3 separate regions of the Sus scrofa genome follow, and regions 1 and 3 are each linked to region 2. The links are chromatin contacts, called in public Hi-C and promoter capture Hi-C maps. All regions are on one chromosome and are shown on one strand. Each heading gives the region's core, a stretch centred on a gene start, on an enhancer-like site or on the middle of the called end of the contact. The rest is flanking DNA. Distances are from core to core; before and after follow the strand shown. Region 1 holds the start of KRAS (GTPase KRas). Region 2 holds the start of INTS13 (integrator complex subunit 13). Region 3 overlaps LMNTD1 (lamin tail domain-containing protein 1).

The links. Promoter capture Hi-C pulls out the DNA fragments that hold promoters and counts their contacts. Hi-C and Micro-C count contacts between places; a contact is called where the count stands out from the background.
Region 1: a contact with region 2 is called in a promoter capture Hi-C map of fetal liver, with 3 times the contacts expected there. The contact joins the promoter of KRAS here to the promoter of INTS13 in region 2. A contact is called at or near these places in 1 of 5 promoter capture datasets (fetal liver), 1 of 47 Hi-C or Micro-C datasets (skeletal muscle) and 1 of 2 datasets of contacts at active chromatin or transcription factors (skeletal muscle).
Region 3: a Hi-C map of liver shows a contact between it and region 2, with 7 times the contacts expected there. The contact joins the enhancer-like site here to the promoter of INTS13 in region 2. A contact is called at or near these places in 2 of 5 promoter capture datasets (fetal liver and liver), 3 of 47 Hi-C or Micro-C datasets (heart right ventricle, liver and skeletal muscle) and 1 of 2 datasets of contacts at active chromatin or transcription factors (alveolar macrophages).

What each region holds. Positions count from the first base shown.
Region 1 is chr5:48,506,839-48,510,297 of Sscrofa11.1, reverse strand. It overlaps KRAS (GTPase KRas), which reads right to left and starts at 1,524. Exons shown (of 5, transcript XM_003126427.5): 1 at 1,317-1,524.
Region 2 is chr5:46,823,054-46,826,200 of Sscrofa11.1, reverse strand. It overlaps INTS13 (integrator complex subunit 13), which reads right to left and starts at 1,691. Exons shown (of 17, transcript NM_001243595.1): 1 at 1,502-1,691; 2 at 330-565. The coding sequence starts at 554. It overlaps FGFR1OP2 (FGFR1 oncogene partner 2), which reads left to right and starts at 2,139. Exons shown (of 6, transcript XM_005664032.3): 1 at 2,139-2,455.
Region 3 is chr5:48,396,935-48,400,189 of Sscrofa11.1, reverse strand. It overlaps LMNTD1 (lamin tail domain-containing protein 1), which reads right to left. Exons shown (of 18, transcript XR_002344073.1): 18 at 289-1,523. Among named protein-coding and RNA genes, the nearest start is that of KRAS, 110 kb to the left of the region's middle. Within about 2 kb of position 1,614, at least 81 of the 83 cell types and tissues checked have an H3K27ac peak or open chromatin away from gene starts, as enhancers often do. A contact at or near this core is called in alveolar macrophages, fetal liver, liver and 1 more, where this site is marked.

The DNA.
Region 1 (3,459 bases), core at 275-2,774, 1.7 Mb before region 2:
ATGATGATTGCGAACAGACTTTTTCCCTTTGCAATTTCTTTTTTAATGATGTTTTTCCATTACAGATGTAACATACATTGTGTAAAAATTAGAAAATAACTTTCTGTTCTTGACTCCTTGTTTTGACCATATCAAGGTTTGAGAAAGCTAGTTTAGGACTTCAACTATCATGCACATGTCTATAAGTATTTCAGACAGTTAGCTGGCAGATTGCTACAATTAACTCCTCTTGTTAAAAAAAAAAATTGTGAGTGCTGTTTTGGAGGGCTGTAATAACTCCTGAGATGCGGATCAAATTTATAAGCATGAGGTAATCCAGAAGAGATGGGGGAAAGGACAACAACGGGCAAATTAAACTTCAGGTACGATTTTAGCTATCGCTGTCTACACTCCACTAGTAAAGAAAAAGCCCTGCTTCTGCTTTGCGGGTTTTCTGCGTGTGTTTTAACTTGACAAAGCAAATAGACCTTCTGGGATTAACTTTTTCGTTTTCACTAAGTCACAAGCTTTACGTTGTAGGGTGTTGGCCACCTGTTCTTCCACCACCATCACTACCTCCACCTCCTCCTTTGTGGCCACAGCAATGTCACAGCCCATACATGGGGGAGGGGAGCAGTCAGGAACTCAGCTGCAGATGCATTTTTCCAAACACAATAACCTCAAACAGTGGTCTCTAAGCACTTTTCTTTGCGCTTCCAAAACGTGACCTCCCCTATTACTCCCATATCCCCCTACACACGGAAAGGGGCCACTAGCCATCCAGTCTGCGCTCGAGGGAGAAGTTTATACCTCCGTCCGAGAGATGCTAGATGCAGCAGAGAAGGCAGTAACCGAAGCAGCCGAGTGCTGGGAAGGGAGGAAGAGGTGCGGGAGCGAAGGGAGAGACAGAGAGGGAAGGACGACGAGGGGGAGGGGAGGCCGGAGCGCAGCGGGAGTAACCTCCACCGCACCCGACCGCCCCGAGGGGCAGCCCGCCCGGCCCGCGAGTTTCTCCCCGGCCGCCTCCAGCCGCGGCTCTCGGGGAGGAGGAAGGAAGGGGTTCCCCGTCCAGGAAGCAGCACCAGCAGCGGCCGCCTCCAGCCTCACCCTCCTCAGCCCCGCACCGCCCATTCCTCATTCCCCGCGTCGCCGCGTCCCCGCGCCTCCCCCTGCAGACCCCCCCACCCTGCCGGCCCGCCCGCCAGGGCCCCGCGCCCGAGCCCCCTCCCCGCCCCTCCCGGGACCCCTAATTCATTCACTCGCCGCCGGCCCCGCCCGGCGCCGGCGAGGAGGGTCGGGACCCCGGCAGGGGCCAGGAGGGGTGGTCCGCTCCGTACCTCTCTCCCGCACCTGGGAGCCGCCGAGCCTTTGGCCCCCGCCGCCGCCTTCAGTGCCTGCGCCGCGCTAGCTCCCAGTCCGAAATGGCGGGGGCCGGGAGTACTGGCCGAGCCGCCGCCACCGCTGCCGCCGCCGCCACCGCCGCCGCTGCCGCTGTGCCTCCGCCGCCGCGGCCGCCGCCTAGGGAAATCGAGCTCCGAGCTCACCGATGAGTTCGGGGCCAGGCGGCCGCAGAGGGCAGAACTATCGATGCTCTCGGCGCTCGATTCCTCTCCAGACGGGCGTGCGGGGAGGGAGCGGCTGAGGGCGGTGTGGAAAGAGGGTAGAGAGAGTGCCGCCGGGGAGAGGGAGGAGGCGGGGCCCGGCTGGGGAGGGGACGGACCCGGCTGGCGGAGGTGGGGCGGGGGCCCGGCCCGCTGAAGAAGCGGGCGGCAGGGGCGGTGCTGGGTGGCTGCGCGCGGCCGGCGGAGCAAGGTTGTGGGGAGATCTGGGCGGCGCCTGGGCGGGCGAGCGGGCGCGCGTGAGGGGGCACTGGTGGCCCCACGCGGGGCCCGCCCCCAGGCTCCCGCCGCAGCTCATAGCCCGCAGCTGCGGACTCAAGACTCGCGCACCCGGGAGACGCCACGGGGACCCCTGCCGCGCCCCTGTGGGGTCCACTCGGAGAAGCTGCGAAAATCCCACCTCGCCTGGGGTCGGCCTACGCTTGGGCACATTCATTCACTATCATTTACTGCAAGTAAATAAACAAGCAGTATTCGAAAGTGGGAGGCGACGTGGGTGACTTAGAGAGAGACTGGGCCCCCAGTTCCCCAGCCCCCGGCTGTGCGAGCACGCCTTGGAGATTACCATTCTGCACTCTCTGGGACCAGGAACGTACTAGCCCCAGGTCCCAACAAAGCAGCACGTCCTTTCATCACTGTTAAGGGGAGGGGGTCTGATCTTTGTCGCTTTATGAACCTTCTGAAGCCATTACGGGGCACCCTAAACGGCGACCTCAGAGGTACCTATTGCCCCTGATGGCACAAGCAGGAGACAGACTGTTTTTAAATAGAAGTGCCCTTAATAGTCTAGACCTGAGGAGAATCATTCAAACATTAATTAGAAGACAGATTAATAAGTTAACGTTCAGGGAGTTAACACATTAAACAATGGAACAATTAAAACTGCTAGTATGCCCAGTGTCTGCATTGATAAACTACCAAGAAAGGTTTGAGAGGTTGATATACTACCTAGAAAGGTTTGGGAGAGTTTTAAAGACAGAGGCCTGGCAGACCAGCACCTAGACCTAATAGGACCACCCATCTGAATCTCTCTCTGCAGTTCTGTCCCTCTAATCCACATCATAAAACATGAATAAAAGTGTTTTTTTGGGGTGTGGGGGGTTGTCTTTTTAGGGCCAAACCTGTGGCATATGGAAGTTCCCAGGCTAGGGGTAGAATCGCAGCTGTAGCTGCCAGCCTACACCACAGCCACAGCAACAAGAGATCAGAGCTGTGTCTGCCACCTACAGAGCAACACAGGGCAACACTAGATCCCTCAATCGGGGTCAGGGATCAAACCTGGATCCTCATGGATACTAGTTGGGTTCTTAACCTGCTGAGGCACAATGGGAACTCCAAAACAGTTATTTTAAATCCCTACTATTATGTCTGTTAACCTAGGCCTTATACCAACTGCCTCTCTTTTCTTCCTACCCCTTCTGTGGGCTGTACTCTGCAAGGCTGTTTCCTTCCTGGCTCCCTCTCCTAACACCTGGTACCAGGTGGAAGAGGCAGAAGAGAAGTGGAAAACCAGGAAGGGAAAAGAATGCCGCTCTTGGTCTGGTAATTGCTAAATGTTTTGCACAAATCGTCTTATTTAATCATCACAACAGTCTCATGAGGTCAAATATTTTACAGAAGAGGAAACAAATCTAGAAATTGGGCCCAGATTGACACAACTGAAAGGAAGAATCCTTCATGTCAGATTGTGTTCATGCCTCTGTTCCCCCACTGATAGTGGCTCCCATCCTGCTGAACATAAAAGCAAAAATGTTCTCCAGGCCCTATGTAGCCTTCGGTTATTTGACATCCTCTACCCTCTTTCCAGTCTGAGCTTGCATCCTATAGTCCATCTTCCTCACTTCCAGGCATACATGCTGGT
Region 2 (3,147 bases), core at 442-2,941:
CTCTAACATGGCAGTAATAATCATAGCTGATATTCAGATGGTACACACAAACACAATTTGACAAAGTGCTTACAACCAAAATCCCTTCTGCTTAGGCTGGCAACAATTCTCCATGGTCAGTGTTTGTTCCATTCTGGTTATTTTATACTTTGAATACTGTCCCAGCAATTATAGTAGCTACCTCAAAGGATTGATGAGAAATAGACCACATTTTTAAAGTCGTAAATAAACAGTTGTAAGTCAAATCTATAGCAAACTCATATACAAAGAAGGTACTAGGCAGTTAAGTACATCCCCCAGATCATGATTTTACTTGTATTCACACTCACCAGCTTTTTGAAAGGAAATATATCATACATTATTCTACAATATTCCATGGAAGATTCTACTGAGCAAGTCCATAATGATTTAGATATGGGGGCCAAAGGGATGATTCCTTGGGTCCTATTCTTCACCAGCATATCAAACTCCACATGCTGTCTGCATGATTCTGCCATGTAAGGGCAGTGATCCACAACAAATACTGTTTTATGGGATTCAGAAAAAATCTTCATTTTGTTTTAACCTGTAAGGGATAAAATACATTAGCCAAACATACATAACATTTACTATCTTAAATTATTTCTAATGAATGTGTCTTTTCCTCAAGAAGATTTGGTAGGGGACATGAACAATCAGTATTCAAAGGAATTTATCCAACAAAGGACAAATTTAATGAGGTCATGACCATAGAGTAACTATCAATTCAAGGGATGAACTACACCATATTAACCTGTCACAGGCAAGATTACAACCCATGTATATATATATTTTTGCTTTTGGAATGAACTTAAATTTGTCAGAAGAAAACATTTCTACAAATAATCGTACTTGTTTCCCTTACATAACACATAATAGCGACAAATACTCTTCAAATACACTTTTGATGATCCTTGTGAGTTGACATCAATCACATAAAAACCTGCAAACCAACCCAGGTCAGCATTTTTGGGCTTCCCTCCAAAAAAAATCTCAAGACTTCTGAAAAAAGGTTTGGAAACTGGAAAGAGGAGTGACAACAAAAGGGAAGCCCCAAACATAAACATTTCCTAGGATAACTGCATTATTAGATTTTCGCATTAGGATAAGGACCTCAAATTCACACTCTCCCCATTAGCTTTAGAAACACCACAGTAATTTATCATGTAGAACAGAAAAACTTATGTGCTATTATCACACTGATGGGAGAAAGAACTTTTAAAACTTTCTTACAAAAACTCCCTTGCTTCGCTAATACAATCTTATACCGAATAGACAATTCACATTCGAAAAGCACATGGTAAACAGAGCAAAAGTGTTCATCAAAACGAACCGATTTTTTACAGCCCGGCCGCTTTCAAACGCATTTCCCCTTCATGCAAAACTCTTCTTTGAGAAACCTAGACACACTCTGCCAGAGGGTGGGGGGTGGAAAGTACAAGGTGAGTGGATAGGGAAGATCTCAGGATCGAGGTTCGCTTACTTTCGTGCCTGGTCTTGCAGTGAAAACGAACAGAGGCTAAGAACCACAGCCTCTCTGGAAAAGGCTGCTGGCTGGGTGGGGAGGGTCAGCGCACAGTCAGGAATGTCTGGTACCAAAGACCGGGGACTAGGTTTTCCCCGCTCATCTCCTAGCACACCGGTCCTTCCCAGGCTTCCTAAATGCAGGAGCGCGCGCGCGCCTGCGCGTGAACACAAACACTCACACACTCGGACTGGCGCGTGCGCAAAGCGCCCTTGACAGCCCCGCCAAGCTGCCCTTCCCCCTCGGTGGGCCAGACACTAAGGTCTCTAACAGGAAGAGGGCGGAGCCAAGGGGAAAAGAATGCCTCCAACCATCAGGATTTTCTATCCGCTAATTTTCCCAGTCACCCATTGGGAAGATTGATCCGGGCGACCTGAGAACCTCCCCACAGCGAAGTACCAACCACAGCACCAGCTAAAGCAGCCACGGTCCCCTAAGCGTAAGGCCCTCCCACCAGGTCTCCCTTCTCAGTCTCTCCAACCCAGGCCGATTTCCCCAAGCAAAATTCGCGAGACTTAGCGAGAGGCCGAGCAAAAGCCAGAATGTGGATCAGTGGGGAGGGACGTATAAGTGCCCCGCCCCTACCTCTTGCGCATGTCAGCTAGAGGCCTCAAGTAAATCGCCGGGTTCTGCCCCCACGGTAACGCGAGGGAGGAAGTCTCGCGAGGTTGAGGCGCTCTGAGAGCGCAGGTCGGAGGCGGTGAGCGGAGGTTTTTACCCTGACCAGTAATGGGACTGATCACCTATGACCCTCCCATCTGCCCCAACACTACCTCTGCTGGGGTCTGCGTCTGCTATTGAAGAAGCTGAACAAGCGAGAGGAGTCTCTTCCCTTGGGTGCATAGGTCCCCGTTGGCAGAGGCTTTGAGTCCTAGTCGCCACAGCTGACGGCTGCGAGGGATTGAGATCAGAGTAAGTGGAATCAGTCCAGGGACCAGAGCGGGTTTAAGAGAGTCGGAAGCTTCCTTCCCCTGACGGTGCTCTTTGCCCCACCTCTTGAACCACCGGCTGCCCGTGCCTGGGCGCGGTAGTTCCTCTCTGTTCTCAGCTCTGAGACCGTCTTTCCGGAGCTGAGGTACGGAAAGTTTGATGGAAACCCTTGGCCCAAATCTTGTGGACACACCTTTCGTCTCTGTTTTCTTCCTGCCTAACCCACCTGGGAGCTCAGCATTTGCGAGGCGGGGTGGGGGTGGTCGGCAGGGATGGAAGAGGCGTCCTTTTCAGTTTTCAGTTTACCCCTTTGCAGAAGATGACTTGGTTAATCATTACTTCTTTCTTGAAACCGCCCTCCAAGAAGTATTGCTCTTTTCCTAGTTCTCTTCCTGGATAATCATACTGCCTTGAAGCTGCCCTCCAAAGAATCCTATCTTTTCCTGGTTTTCTTCCTGCCTTTCTTCTGTATCTCATCTCAAATGATGGTATACCTGTATCCATCCTGCTGTCCAGATTAGGAACCTAAGGCTCATCCTTGGCTTATTTCCACTTTCACTGCACTATGGTATTTCTTCTTTGACCAGAATCATTGCCCACCCCCAACTGATTTCCCTACCGTCATCCTTCCCTGCCATTCTGAAATACAAAATCTGTTTATATCAACCCTTTCT
Region 3 (3,255 bases), core at 365-2,864, 1.6 Mb before region 2:
AGTCAAACTCTTCAAAGTTTTCCAAGAGACAGAATGTACTAATTCACGATATCCTCCTGCTTCACGGCGGTCCATCCTCAAGCAGTTTCTAAGAAGCAGTGGCAAAGCCTCAGGAGCAGGGTCCCTGGCAGAAAACAAGTTTCCTGTGACCACGCCCCTCAAGGTTGAGATCCTTGACCAGGTGGGGATAACTCGTCCTGTTCTACACTAGGCTGGGATTCCTCCCCTTTGCCACCTGCTTTCCCGAGGTGGACATGAGCTCCTGCTCAACTAAGGGCAGTAGTCAACACCCCGCCCTCTCCCCCTCCCCGGGAATTTAAGACATCCAGCTAGGCGCGGGGCTATCTTTAAAAGGAATTAGTCGTGGTTGCTGAAGAGCCCTCCGGGGAGGACAACGTGCAGAGGCTGAGGGCTAGGGCTATAGGCGCCCGGGCCTGGGGTCCCCGGGTGCCGCCAGGGGTGGGCCCTCGGCGTGAAAGCCCGCGACGCCTGGCTCGGGCAGCACCCTGGGCCCGGACCCCGGAACCTCTCCAAGGAAAAAGAGCCAGGCCTGCAGATGCAACCGTTGCAATTTGGGTCTCCTCTCTTCTGACGTAATGCCAGTTTCCTGCTTTCGCATTGCAGTGTGCAGCTCGCTGGCCAGGAAGTCTGAAGATCAGTCGACTCAACGCCAAGATAATCAGGGCCACTATCTCGTAATTTATTTTCTACGAATACACCCCGCCCCCAAATTCCGCGACTTTTGGCTTTTCAGGCGGTATTGTTCTCCCCTCCCCCCAGGAAGGGTGCCTCTACACAGCTCAGCACCAGGAAACGGCGGCGGTTTGTGGCTCAAATGAGGGGCCCGGGCGGGGTCGGTTCAACCTGCTGCCCCCATCCCCCACCTTGAGCTTTGAGATTCCAAATCCCCGGCTTTGTTTGAAGCGAAACTACTGTGGAAACTGCACCATTTCCTCCTCCTCTCCAGAAACCGAGCTAGGAAGTGGGTAAAAACTACTATAGAACGTGCTCTGACACTCCTCCACGCCCAACACCCCCACAGGGACGGTACCAGCAGCGACCGCCCCGCCACCTCACTCGCGCCCGGCCAACTACAGCCCTGCAGCCGCCGCCGCCGCCGCCCAGCCGAGCCCGGGGAGACTCCCAAGGGCTCTTTAAATACGATCTATAAATACTACGGGCTCTCGGCGCGCGCGTCACGGCAGAGCCGGCTTCTAATTGGCTGTCGTAACCCCGCTTATTTGCATAGCCGGATTGCACAACCGGGCGGCGACCTCGGCCGAGCGCGCCCCTCCCCCTCAGCGGGCGCGCGGGGCGCGCGGACCCGCGGGTGGGGACATCAGGGTGGCGGCTGCGCGGCCCGGCGACGAGCGCGAAGCAGCCGCGGCGTCCAGAGTAGCTTGAACTCGGGAACCTTTCGAGTCTTGAGTCATGCGGCGGTCTTCTGGGACGCCGGCGGCCTCCCATAAGGATCTCTTGACAGGCACTGGGCCGGCGCATTTAGACAGGGGTGTTTTTGCTTTCTACAAAAAGAAAAAGAAAGTTTTAAGGGTTTCACCAGAGCAAACGCTCTGGGTGGCTCGCACAGGCACCACGTGAGACCTGGACACGCAGCTAGAGCCCTGTCCAATGACTTGCGACTTGGGGTGTTCAAAAAAGGCTTTTGCATGTTCACTCGTAAGACCTCGTTAGCTTGAAAACGAAACAAGGGAGTGTTCAGAAAATGCAAAATGTATGATTCCTCCTGGTTTAAAGTTAAGCTTTTAAAAAAGCACCAATTAGCCAATATAAAGCGGCGATGCGGAAACATGCCACATTGTGGTTCTAAGGGAAAAGAATCTCTGGTAGTGATTGAAAATCTTCAGCAACTTGGCCCTGAACAGAGCTGGTTCGCTCTGGGGAGCGGGTGGTGGCTGAGAGGATCAGAGGGGTGGGGGAAAGACCACGCTTTGGAATTCGGGAACAACCCGAGGTGCGGGTTATTGGCTCACAGGTTTCTCTCCAGAGGATGCCATTGATCACTGGAGATAAATATGCAGACATTATTTTATATTAGTATTCAGATATTACCAAACATTTATCTCTTCATAGAGACATAGTATCTACTGCTCGTTGTAAACATTTTTTAGGTAAAATCTGTGACATAGTGAATTGCATACTTTCGAATGCGATAAATATGATTATTTTCATTTTGTTTTAAGATGTCCTGCTCTTATTGGGCACACAGCGCATGCTAAGTTTTCAAGCCGTCCCGTAACAGTATCGGAGGATGACCCTAGAAGTATATGTTTGTGTCTTTCCTCAGGAAATACTACTGGAATGAATCAAATACAATCATTTTGAAGTGAATAAGCATTGCTAAAAATCTAAGGTCTCATTAAATTATGGTTCGTAACTATTCTGGTCTGATGTCCTTCTCCCCTAAATAAAACTCAAAACTCATTCGGACTCCTTTGCTTTTTGACAATACTTTCAACAACGGTATTTGGACGCTAGCGAATATGAGCCTCTAACAGCTTTTAAATGAGAACTTTGGATTTTAACAGGAGAGCGCCCTCTGCTGCCAAATAGTTTATGGGCAACGCTTCTGAAAAGTAAAACCCTTGGTTGGTATGCCCATCTCAAAGACGGCAAGATGAACCTTAGGATTTTTTTCACTAACATTTTTTTTGTAAGTCACTTTGTAATTCTAGGCATCTTAATCATTACTGCTAAGCAAGGAAGATCATTTAGTTGTGAATACTACGTTATGTATCACTCTCATTTCCATTGTAACACCAGTTTATGCTTTAGAATACTAAAACAGAAGATAGGCTTTTTTACAGTCATTATTTTCTGCACTAACAGCTACTAAAGTAAGAAAAACATGCTTTAATCATCGAAATACTTTTCCCAATAATTTTTTAGTGTTGAGTCCTATGAATCTTTACAATGGACTGGTTTGAATACAGACTACTTGCCTTTTTTTTCCCCCCCAGGGCCGCACCTGTGGCATATGGAGGTTCCCAGGCTAGGGGCCATACTGGAGCTGTAGCTGCTGGCCTACACCACAGCCACAGCATCTTGGGATCTGAGCCTTGTCTTCGACCTACACCACAGCTCATGGCAACGCTGGATCCTTAACCCACTGATCGAGGCCAGGGATCGAACTGTGTCCTCATGGATGCTAGTCAGATTTGTTTCTGCTGAGCCATAATAGGAACTCCAAATACAGACTACTTGCAATCAAGCTTTTTGCTTCTCAGCTTATTTCTC